Linked DNA regions of Mus musculus: regions 1, 2 and 3 are each linked to region 4. The links are chromatin contacts, called in public Hi-C and HiCAR-type maps. All regions are on one chromosome and are shown on one strand. The core of a region is the stretch at or near the end of the contact, and the rest is flanking DNA. Distances in the headings are between cores, read along the strand shown. Region 1 overlaps Wwox (WW domain-containing oxidoreductase). Region 2 overlaps Wwox (WW domain-containing oxidoreductase). Region 3 has its middle 250 kb from the start of Gm39256. Region 4 overlaps Wwox (WW domain-containing oxidoreductase).

Region 1 (2,959 bases), core at 123-2,622, 300 kb before region 4:
GATCCTCAGGCACGATTAAAATTCAAGAGATGTGCTGACGTTTTAATAGAACAAATAATTTAAATACGTGAAATGTGTTAGGTGGTAATAGTTTTTGTAATATATACCAGACAGATTTTTGGGAATTTTCCCCCTCCCACACACCCCCCCCCAAAAAACAGAAAAGCTTTATGGGTGAGCCTGAGGAGAATGGAAAGGGGGAGCTCCTGTTCTGGGGAGAAGCCATAAAATCTGCAGCCACTTGAATCAGTGCACTTAACGTTGAAGAGCAGGCCAGATTTAAAAAAAAAAAAATCAGCCTTCTCCTTTGTGTTTCTAAAAATGCTGTGGGGAAAAAAAATAGCCATTTGAGAGCCAGGAGTGGAGCGATGCCAGCACTCAGGAGGCTGAGGCAGGAGGATTGGAAATTTGAGGTGGCTTGGGCTGCACAGTAAGACACAGATGCATGGACACACATATACACCCACAGGAGAGAGACAGAGACAGAGACAGAGGGGGAGGGAGGGAGGGAGAGAGAGGGCAGGAAAGAAGGAAGGAAGGGAGGGAGGGAGGGAGGGAGGGAGGGAGGGAGGGAGGGAGGGAAGGAAGGAGGGAGCAAGGACTAAGCATGGCATGGTAGCACATGCCTATAGTTCCAGCACTCAGAAGGTGGAGCTAGGAACCAGTATTGTAGATTAAGTTCAAGGATAGCCTGGGTTACAAAGTAAGTCCATACCTAGCTTGGGCTGCTTAGAGGATAAATCCTGTCTCTAAAACATCAAAAGCAATAACACCCACACAAACAACAGAAACAGGATGTAAGATATGGCTTGCCTTTCTTAAAAACAAAAGGAATAATCTAGTGGGGGCTGGAGTGATGGCTCAGTTGGGAGGAGCAGTTGCCATTCCTTTGAAAGACTTGGTTTGGTTCCCAGCACCCATGCTGGGTGGCTCACAACCACCTGTGACTTCAGCTCCAAAGGATCCAACACCCTCTGCTGGTTTCCAAGACCATCCACACACAGAGCAGCATACACATGTAAACATGCACATACGTGCAAAAGCATGCACATGTAAGAATAACTAAAAGAGTAAGCAAATACTAAAAAAATGAATAGTAACTTGAGAAATGGTTCATGATAAGCCGATTCAAAGAAGACACACACATACACACACACACAAACACACACAAACACACACACACACACACACACACACACACACACACACACACACACACACAGAGCCTCTGATTTTATATTGAAACTCAAAATGAAAATTCTTTCCAGTAAACAACTTTCTTCCTGGTTTTCTGTTCAGTGTTAGGTCGGCTGCAGCAGGGAGGGGCCAGTTTCCCTGGTAACAATACTAGCCCTGTGGCTAAACTCAGGCTACCACCCATGATGTCACTGCCCACAGGACATGGCACAATGGGCTTTTGCTGGTACCACTAGCTCTGCAATACCACTGAAACCGTTTCCACCCAACTTCTTTTTTTTTTTTTTAAATCTCTCTAGCCTGTGTTTCATGCCCAGAGACACAGGAAGGTATCACTTTCTAGAAGTCATTTTATAACCCTGTGATTTCCTTGCCTTTCTCCTGTGCCTCCTCCAAATGGAAGCAGTGAGAGGATCCAGGACGCAGCTGATCTGTCCTCTCAGCTGTGGTGAGCCTGTCTAGATCCTGGCCTCTCGAGGACTCTACGCATTTGTGGAATGAGTGGTGGCCCATCCTTGCCATTCTTCAGGAAGTGGGACAGTGCCATGTGGCCACTTCTTCCCCGTCACTCAAGACAACCCAAGTGCCCTGAGACCCTTTTGCCCTTCTGTCTAGACAGGCACAGCAGAAAACATTTACCATTAATTGATTTTGTTTGGGTAATTCCATACATGTCTATACAGTGTACTCTGGATATTCATTCCTCCCCCCCCCCCCCCCCTCTTAGCTGTTTCCCACCTCTGCCAATGGCCCCTCTTCCTAACAAAACTCTTCTGCACAATTCCTGAGCCACCGCTGATTTTTAACCAAGGCCTTCTCCAATGACCACGGGTTTGGAGTTATCCACTGGAGCCTGGCAGGCTCAACAAAGGGGTGCACGGCTGAAAATAACAACCATCCCTCCCAGAATCCACCAGTTCAGGAGCAAAGGTTAACTTTCAGGTTTCTCTCCCAATGTAACGAGCCAATTCAAGCCACATCAAGAGTATGAGGGCGGGTTTATTGAGAGGCAGCTCTCAGATGGATTCACTGATTCATGGGTAGAGGTCAATGGAGTCACATGCCCAGGCTAAAGCAAGGGAGTTTTATTGGTCTTGGGTGTGGGGTGGGTGGTGACCATGGTCACTTTTGGGTGGCTTTTCAGAAACATGGAGACAAGGAGTGATCCGGGCTTTTCTGCTTGAGAGCAGGGGGCGGGGTTTGAGGAAGAAGAACAAACGGGGTTTGTTTGTGCAGGGGTGGGGGTTGGGGGTGGGATGAGCAGGTGGGATGTTTTAAATTTAGAGTCTTTTAGAGTTCAAACGATCAGGTAAAACTTCTTTCTGATGAAAATGAGAATTTTGAAAGTGCTTGTTTCCTCCAACCAAAGATTTATGCCAGCAGGTCAAAGACCTGTGTTCGCTTTGTAAAATTCGTTTGGTTTTGATTTTCTCTTGTAGAAAGTGGGAGATCTAACCAGCTCTATTTCAAACCCAGGACCCAAGCACCCTTCCTAGTAGGGACATTGAAAGAAAAGGCCACAGAGACCTCCTATGTGGAAACCATTTGAGTAACAAGAAGTGTTTCTGGATAACTATGAGTCTGTTCATTTTCAGACTGGTGTGTTGCAACCTGTCCCCTCGGTCAAAAGTATTGACATCCATCTAATGACACAAGTAGATGTCATGTTCTCCATATCACTCATCCTGAAAGCTTAAGTTTCCTAGATAAGAGGTGCAGGCAAGATGAGCAGGCACACGGTGTTCTCTGAAGCAGGCTGGCC
Region 2 (2,955 bases), core at 117-2,616, 330 kb after region 4:
CCCCACTTTCCAGGTTGGTGGTTAGAGATCCCTGGAAATGTCTCCCATATGAGTTAACATTTTGTTTAGTTAGCTATTTAAAAAAATATATTGTTGCGCGTCCCCCCTCTGCTGGAGTCAAGTCATTTAAGGTATTTCTTGGCTTTATAATACGTACAATTAGTTCTGAAGAATATACAACTCTATGCTGTGTTTGGGAACATCTTGATCACACAAATGCAGAACTAATTGAACAGAACGGTGGCTGGAAAACCCGAACCGCAAAGCTCCAATTCCTGTCCTTTCTGCCACTGGGCTAAGAACTGTGTGCAGCATCCCAGCAAAAGAGCTCCCTGTATCTTTAATGGCTCACCCAGAGCTCAGAGCGAAAGTCTCAACTATTTGTTGTTCGCTGTTGTTATATTCTGTTCCAAGGTTCATAATTTGAAAATCGACTTTGGGGACTTTTTGCTTGGTCTATTAAAATGATTCATGTTGCATTCAACATAAACTGTGTGTTCACAGAGGAGGGTGAGAGCCCGCACTCACAGCATAATAACTAAAGTGAATTTTGAACGAGCCGCAGTTTGTGGCAGCCGTGTGGTATCATTTGTCTTAATTTTTCTTTGGCATTACATTAGGCGGATGCATTTACATTCCCAGGTATGGATAACCACTTTAAAAACTTTGTTTTTACAGCACGAGTAAAGGGGGGAATCAAATCTGCATGTTTATGCTGTGGAACATCAAATAACACCATTTTACTGTTTGGAGTACATACAGCGTGGGATTTACATTCCATTTACCTGACCTCACGGAGGGAACTCGGACTGATATGCAAAGTACATGAAATATTTACTACACTGGATCATGCCAGGCTTCTAAAGGAAAACAGATGAAGGTACGATAATACCCTTTGTGCTGTGGTCTGTCCAGCGCCTTGCTGTACGTTTAACTGGAATCCCATTATCACACTCATCATTTACATCCGGATTCATCTTCAATAAAACCAGACTCCAGATAACTTAAGCCAGAACTTTAGGTGACAATTGTACAGAGTAGCCATTTGTCACTAATGCGCCAATAAACTCACATGCACAGGCAAGCCGCCTGCCTCCAACTCATGAAATATGTATTCCGGAGGGCTGCAAGGGAGGGTCGCTACATTCCCATTAGTGTCATTTAAGATGAGCACGTGTCTGCGGGTATATGCACATGTCTTCCAGCAGACAAATTCTATAAATATGAGACGCTGAACTATTTCAGATGGGTGGAGACTGTTGCGAGTAAATCTTACATTCTCTCGGCATGCTCGAAACAAACTATCAGATCAGAATGGACGATGCTGCGACCCAGAGTTATAATGCTTCCTAGGGTTCTGGTTTCTGTTTACGCCTGAAAACGAGCTTGTAAAACTCTGACACCCAGCCTAGGAAAGTGTGGTGTTCTAATACCCAGGCGAGGAAACTCGCTTGAAAACAGGGTTTGTGAACTATTTGTATAAGGGTTCTGTGATAGCTAATGTCGGTTGTCTTGACTGGATCAGGATCAACTCAAAGTTAGGCAGACAAACGTAACTGCTGGGGAACTTCTTGGTCGGGCTATATGAACCAGAATGGCCAAGTCTAAATGTGGGTAGCAACTTCCCGTGACACCTGGGAGAGAGGACGTCCCAGGTGGGGAGCTTTGCTTTAGCTTATTTGCCTTCCTGTCTTGCTAATGACATCATCCACTCCTGACAAACTGGTCACCCTGTTGCAGCAGCAGCTGGTGCTGTTGGTCCTGCTGCTACCTTGGTTTGATGATGTTGGAATCCAGTTTCTTCAGGCTTCCCATGATGACTGGAGACCAGTGGGTCTCCAAGATTCCTCCAAGCTTGTGACTGCAGGGGCATCCAGGCTTGGGGTCTGAGTAGCTTTCAGGTTCATGGTCCCTCCAGCCACTGTTAGACTAACCAGACTGCATCATGTAAGCCAATCTAATAAATTCCCTTTTAATCTGTATTAATTCCATAAGTCCTGTTCCTTTGGAGCACCATGTCTGATACAGGCTCTGAACAATTACTATGGTTTATGATCGTAGCGTTAAGAGCACGGGCACTGGAGACTCACTAAGCTGGCATCTGACTCTATAGCTGACGGGTTGTGTCACACAAAGCAATTTCAACTTTCTAAATCTCGGTCTCTTCATCTAAAACGAGGATAAGAAACCTAGCAGGACCTTTGAGGTGAATTGTTTAAATTTCAAAAAAGCACCCAGTGAATGGGAGTTCTTGCTGAGTGTGGTGGCACACACCTGTAATCCCAGCACTTGGGAGATAGGGACAGGAGAGTCAGGAGTTCAAGTCCATGCTCTCCTTGGCTACATAGAGAGTTCAGGGCCAGCTTAGGCTTGGTGAGACCCTGTCTCAATAGAACCCAACAATGGGAACTGAGAAAAATGCTTGAGTGGCTAAGAGCACTTCCTCCACGAGCTAGTGTAAGGACCTAAGGTCCAGTCTCCAGGACACAGGCAAAAGCGGAGCATGGCTGCACATGCCTCTAACTAAGAAGGACTGCTGGAGCTCACTGTCCAGCCAGGCTGGCAAAGCCACAATGGACTCTAGGTTCAGTAAGGGACTCCATTCTTACCAAAGAGTGACAGACCAGGACTTTTAGAGTAATCCTCTCAGCTCCTCACGCACCTCCCTTACGCCTGCACACACATGCGACATAGTTCACTGTGGTCAATAGCCATGATTAACCGTTATTATTAAAACTACCATCAGGGATAATTCAGGCTGGAATCATCATATCTGATCAACAGCTCATTAGCCACAAAAAATGCTTATTATCTTCTTAACTAAACTATATAAATATTTGCAATAGATGGATGAAAGTCTCTGTACTCAAGCAAATGTAATAAGTCTTGAGACATATAGTGTGCAGCAAGCAGCCTGGGTAGAATGCTGGCTTTTGACATCTGTCTTTCATCTTG
Region 3 (2,748 bases), core at 60-2,559, 420 kb before region 4:
AGACAAGTTAATTTTCATATTTTACAGCTCAGGGGATGGTTGGCTGACATGTACAGAGTGACTGGACACTTCTGTTGCATCAGAGCAGCTTGCTTACAAACTCTGAGATTTAAAGGTATTTATGTGCCTGCGGGATGGTATCGTAGAAATGTCATGGGACAGTTGCTGTTGAGACTATTGGTCTTCTGACGTCTCTACTCCCATATTTCTAAGTGGAAAAGCAAGCACCTGGGGCTCTGATAGGATTTTCCCTTCACTGCCTAGCTCCCATCCCAGTATGTGTGTGTGTGTGTGTGTGTGTGTGTGTGTGTGTGTGTGTGTGTATGCATGTGTGTAGGGAGCTGATAGGGGTGGGACTGATCTGGAACCTTCCAAGTCATACTCTTTGGGGTCACTAATGAATAGCAGAAGGTCGCCTTCCAAGCCACCGAGAACTCTTTTCCTGTTTCTCTTTTCTCCATCACGAATACATTGGTTCTTGAGAGCTGGTTGAGCTATGGAGCTCCTGCACGTAAATTTAGAATTATGCCCAGAGGAAGCCAACGCCCACCTGATGCAATGGAAGGCCTGTAGTAAAACCCTTCCCTCCGGGGCTGGTCTACAAAAGACTGGCAGGAGTGATGCTAAATTCCCAGCCCCCTTCCTTTTAGAAAAGGAAACTAAGACCCCAACATAGGTACTGGTTGCCCCCCCCAAGGCTGTAGGAATCAGAATACGTATGTATCTCTCTTCTGTTCTTGTTCTATCCTGTACTTTCTTCTCTGTCCTGAGCAGATATCCTGGCTAGAAGGCCTCCCCTGATCCTCCTTGCTTTCAAGAACTATGTTACACACCCTTTCTTTCTAACGCCAATCAACACAAGAAAAAGTTCCTGGGAGCCCTCAAGGGCACACAGTGTGACCTGGCTCAGGAAGAGTCCTTCTTTCCAAGGGCTTCCTCAAGCCTTTCTATCCTGACTGCTCAGTCATCCCCTGGTCTCCATATTTCTGTGGTTTTGAGTCTCCATTGAGTTTACAATACTGGAGAGACATGGTGGGTTGTAGGCATCCACGAGCCCCTTGGAGCAGTGCATTTGCTCTCCACTTGAGAAAATTGGTGAGGTTGGGCGTATCTCTCAAGTTTCGTTTCTGGATTTAAGATGGTACTAGAACCCAGCAAGCCCTTGGCACAGGCATCAGCTCGGGCAGAATTTCTTCAGAGGTTGCCTTACAAAATAGAAACTAGGTCCCTGGAGGTCTGAGGTGGTCACATCCCTCCACTTCCCTTCTTATGTGGCTGCCCCACACCCTACAGGGGCAATTTGCATGAGAGGAAGTCTGAGAGGCAGGGACAGCCCCCAGCCTTCAAGTCACAGGCCACAGAGAAGGAAGATGAGGCAAATCTAGAGTGAGTCTCATTCCATTCTAGCCCCCGAAGTTCACTGGGGTTTCAAAATGGCCATATTCTCTCCCCCACCCCCCACCCCATGACCTTATTTCTACATGGGGGAACCTCGGGTTGTCATTTCATCACAACTTGCTCTTAGATTGAGGAGGGGGAGAACAAAAGACAAGGAGACTGGTAGACAAAGTAGGATTTTGGCTCACTTGGGGTGGTAGCTGGGTTTTCAGCCCCACCCCCTCACCTCCCGTTTCATTGCCACTTATGATGAAAGAGAAACAGGTAGGAAGAGAGGCTCTCCATGAGAACTGCCAGGGGTCCCTCACAAGGGCTCCGTGCCATAAGAACCTACCTGTAGGACAGAACAAAATCAAGTTCGAATGATTGAGTATAGGGGACAAGATAAGGAAGAGGCACGACTCCTTCAGGTGCCAAGAATCACTGGGCCACTGCTGTTAGAAGCCATTCATTCTATCACCAGACTAAGCCCAGTCCTGCTCCTGTCTCCTATCCCATTGTGAGTTCTGATTCTACACTGTAAGGCAAGTATTATAGGTTTGGTCCAATGTTGTTTGGATTATGTTAATCTGGGTCCCCAAAATGTATACAAGAGTCAGCATATCCACTCGTAAGACACTGAGGAAACCCTGCCCCCAGTTGATTTTGATTGGTAAATAAAGTTGTCAGTGGGCAATGGTTGGGCAGAAAGACAGAGGTGGGACTTTTAGGATTCCCAGACAAGGGACAGAGGAAGGAGGAAGGGAGGGAGAGATCCACCAAGCTGGGAGAAGGAGAACCAAGACACCATGCCTAAGAAGTGCAGGACAGAGAGTATAGCTGACATGTAGGAGCCAAGGGATCATGGCCCAAGAAGGCTACTAGTCTGGGTCTAGGGCAGCAAAGATGAAATATAGATTTTTAGTAAGTAATAACTCAGGGATATCAAAGGGGGTAGAATAGCCACAAGGAGGTTAGAAAGTGACCCGATCATTGAGCTATTTAGGCTTACCAAAATATAAAGGCTGTGTGTGTGTGTGTGTGTGTGTGTGTGTGCACAGATTCCATTCCAGAACCCAGAACACTGGGGTGAGTAGCACCACCGTTGGAATTAATTTGAGTAGCATTAATTTGGTACTGATACAGGCAAGCACCTGGACAACTAGGGCAGTGATCAGTTACTGTGGGCACTTGAGACTAAGAATCCAAAATTGTGACAGGCTCCACAATGAGAGGAAAGTAAAGAGACTTTCCATAAAGATTTGGGCAAGAGAACGACAGAAAGGTAGGAAAATAATGTATCAACCAAATGCTTCAAGGGCTTTTTTATTTCCTTTAAGTATCACAGTCCTGAGAAGTCTTAGGTAGCTC
Region 4 (2,701 bases), core at 73-2,572:
CTGAATATAGCCCTGATAATTTTTCAGTTCAGTGAACAGAGAGACGAGGAGCCAGGGAGGTAGGAGGAACTAAGGTATTTCAGGAGTCAGACCCTTCTAAAAATAGGGCCACGTTTGATGGTGGGAGCTCTGAGCATGTCTCCCCTTCTCCTCCTGTACCCGTGATGTGGGCTTTGATGTCTACTCCTTTCTGTCTAGCTTGCCTGTCTTCTCAGTAGCCCCTGGACCAACTCAACATGTTAGCCATGGCTGGCCTTAAGCTCCCCCCCAAATGTGTTTCTGTCCTGATGTGTCCCAAGTTTGTCTGTGGTCTTTCCAATCCTTCTATTGTTGGAAGATTAATTTATTTACCCCCTCAGCGTCCTCTGAGGTGGTGCCTACTTGGGCACTACCTTGTGCCCCCTCCCCTATTTGAATGGACTGTTTTCTTCCTCTCTATTGCCCTGGGAAACCATAGCAAGTGACCCTGGTGTTCCAGTCCTCTGTACATGGCTCTGTCTGTGGTGCGGGACCATGAGTATCAGAGCCATGGGTGACGTCTGGTTTATCTTTGATATGGCAGTGACTGATGAATGAAGAGGTACACTTGCTGCATGGTTCTGTAAAGGGATTTGCGATATCCCTTCAGGGTGCCTCATGACCAAAGCGATGACATGGGCCAAGGGTTGCCTTTTGTGTAAACACCACACCCACATGTAGAGACACACATCCATAAGTCTCTCAAGGATCTGGCTAGAAAACTGCCACAAGATTATGATGATGTGGACTCCAAGAGCTGGCAGTTCCCAATCTCTACTGAATTAAGTCTCCTGCCTTTCATCTGAATGAGTCAGAAGAGCTTTGTCCAAGGAACCAAACATCACCAAGTGAGATAGTTGTCCAAAGAGTGGTGGTGGTAGTGTGTGCACTCTTTCTCTCTCCCTCTCCCTCGTCCCCTCTCTCTCGGTGTATGTGTGTGTGTGTGTGTGTGTGTGTGTAGCGATATATTTATAAGCAACCTGAACATTTAGCAAAGACCTCTCTTCATCCCTGTACTCGTGCAATTCTGTTTTCAAATTCCTTTAAAAACCCAGAAGGAAAAAAAAAAGTGTGTTAAATTCAAATTGCCGCTCTCCTGTAGAATTATGTGAAGAAGTATGCCAACAAAGGTTGAGGCCAGTAATTACGTGGCAGCCGAGCTCTTGTTCTTGATTCTCATGCAAAGCACTGCCTGATCCCAATTAGCACGGGCTTGTTTTTGCCTCTCTTGGTGTGCTGCCTCCTGCCCACCTTCCGGGGACTCCTCCCTGTGGGTTATTTGTTCAGACGCAGTTCCAGACACACCACTGTGATTTCCTTCTTAATAAACACGATCCAGTGAGGAACGGAAGACAATGAGAGGCACCTGCGCTGCTATTATAACTTCTCGTTCCCGCCCACCAGCAGAGTGGGGCTATGAATAAGTGAGAGCAGCCAGTCTAAGAATAGTAACAGCACTTTCCCATAAACACACAGTCATAAAACTTCTGCTCACACCAAGGAAGGACAGGCGTACCAGGCCGACACCATTGTTGGAAACTTGGTAGGAATGTCACTCTGAGGGCCAAATGTTTGCTGTCCATGACCCAGCCAGTGACTGAGGACAGTCCCCATTCCATGCTACAAAACAAAACAAACAACAACAACAACAACAACAAAACAGCCGAGCATTCCTGAAATTGTGGCAAGTCCTAGATAATGTCAGACGGGGGAGAGTCAGAGCAATGGTAGAGAAAAAGATAAACAAACAAACAAACAAAACCATAGGCTGTGGTGTCAGAAAACACAAATTTAGGTTTGTCTTAGTGTAAGAAATATGTATTAAAGTGGGGCAGTGGGGAGATGTCTTGGTCAATACATCTCCAGTGTCTGCTTTGCAAGTATGGGAACCTCAAGGTGGACTTGCAGAACCCACAAAAAGACCTGGGTGCAGCAGCATGCTCCTGTGATTCCAGCATGGCAGAGGCAGAGAATGGAGGGTCAGGGGACAGGGAGGGTATGCTGCTGTTCAGCCTGTCTGCATGGATACTGTGAGAGATGCTAGCTATGGCCACAGTGATTTAGCCCGACTGCATGGATACTGTGAGAGATGCTAGCTATGGCCACAGTTATAGTTACTAGGTTTTTACAGAGATGTTATCCACAAGGCGGGAGCCTAGAGATGAGGACCACACTGGCCAGGTGATGGAGAGGAGAGCAGATCTAGGGAGAACACACATGCACACTGTTAGTCTCATGGGGGAAATTGAGTCCTGTCTCTGTTTCGCTGTTTCTTGAGGGCCTTGCGGGGTGGGAACATACATTCAACAAATCATTTGCCGTTGGCATCATTAGAAGGGTCCTTCTGAGTGTCTTTACATGCGTGCCTACCATCGTTATTTCTAAGACGGTTTGTCACCCGGAGCAGAACAGGAACCGCTTTGGCCTTGCTGGCTCTGAGGTCTTTTATTAAGTTGGATCGCTGCCTAGCTTTCTAGTGTGGTGTCTCTGTTTCTGTCCGTGTTACTGCCCCTCTCGCCAATCCACTCTTTGGGGGACCCATTCTTTGGGGGAAAAGGAGCAAATTTTAGAAGCTTCTCTAGAAGGAAGGCTTCCCACATCAGCATGCTAACTCTCAGGCGTCCTCTAAGCCCCCACTCACATCCACTAGGTTGCGGCTGCCTCCTCTTCAAGCGTGCCGTGT

What was found. Hi-C and Micro-C count contacts between places; a contact is called where the count stands out from the background. HiCAR-type assays count read pairs that join an accessible place to other places.
Region 1: a contact with region 4 is called in a HiCAR-type map of Th17 cells, with 4 times the contacts expected there. The contact joins two enhancer-like sites. A contact is called at or near these places in 1 of 484 Hi-C or Micro-C datasets (Th1 cells) and 1 of 115 datasets of contacts at active chromatin or transcription factors (Th17 cells).
Region 2: a Hi-C map of uterus shows a contact between it and region 4, with 3 times the contacts expected there. The contact joins two enhancer-like sites. A contact is called at or near these places in 1 of 39 promoter capture datasets (the C10 cell line) and 3 of 484 Hi-C or Micro-C datasets (the Ba/F3 cell line, embryonic stem cells and uterus).
Region 3: a Hi-C map of B cells shows a contact between it and region 4, with 1.7 times the contacts expected there. The contact joins two enhancer-like sites. A contact is called at or near these places in 7 of 484 Hi-C or Micro-C datasets (B cells, Th1 cells, Th2 cells and 2 more), 2 of 115 datasets of contacts at active chromatin or transcription factors (CD8 T cells and cardiomyocytes) and 1 of 9 other capture datasets (embryonic stem cells).

Annotation. Positions count from the first base shown.
Region 1 is chr8:115,274,899-115,277,857 of GRCm38.p6, reverse strand. All of the region lies in intron 8 of Wwox (WW domain-containing oxidoreductase), which reads right to left. Among named protein-coding and RNA genes, the nearest start is that of Gm39257, 320 kb to the right of the region's middle. Within about 2 kb of position 1,372, at least 51 of the 459 cell types and tissues checked have an H3K27ac peak or open chromatin away from gene starts, as enhancers often do. A contact at or near this core is called in Th1 cells and Th17 cells, where this site is marked.
Region 2 is chr8:114,639,837-114,642,791 of GRCm38.p6, reverse strand. The region is part of intron 5 of Wwox (WW domain-containing oxidoreductase); the gene reads right to left. Among named protein-coding and RNA genes, the nearest start is that of Gm30554, 23 kb to the right of the region's middle. Within about 2 kb of position 1,366, at least 1 of the 459 cell types and tissues checked has an H3K27ac peak or open chromatin away from gene starts, as enhancers often do. A contact at or near this core is called in uterus, where this site is marked.
Region 3 is chr8:115,396,767-115,399,514 of GRCm38.p6, reverse strand. No RefSeq gene overlaps it. Among named protein-coding and RNA genes, the nearest start is that of Gm39256, 250 kb to the left of the region's middle. Within about 2 kb of position 1,309, at least 79 of the 459 cell types and tissues checked have an H3K27ac peak or open chromatin away from gene starts, as enhancers often do. A contact at or near this core is called in B cells, CD8 T cells, Th1 cells and 1 more, where this site is marked.
Region 4 is chr8:114,971,897-114,974,597 of GRCm38.p6, reverse strand. The region is part of intron 8 of Wwox (WW domain-containing oxidoreductase); the gene reads right to left. Among named protein-coding and RNA genes, the nearest start is that of Gm39257, 12 kb to the right of the region's middle. Within about 2 kb of position 1,322, at least 36 of the 459 cell types and tissues checked have an H3K27ac peak or open chromatin away from gene starts, as enhancers often do. A contact at or near this core is called in B cells, CD8 T cells, Th1 cells and 3 more, where this site is marked.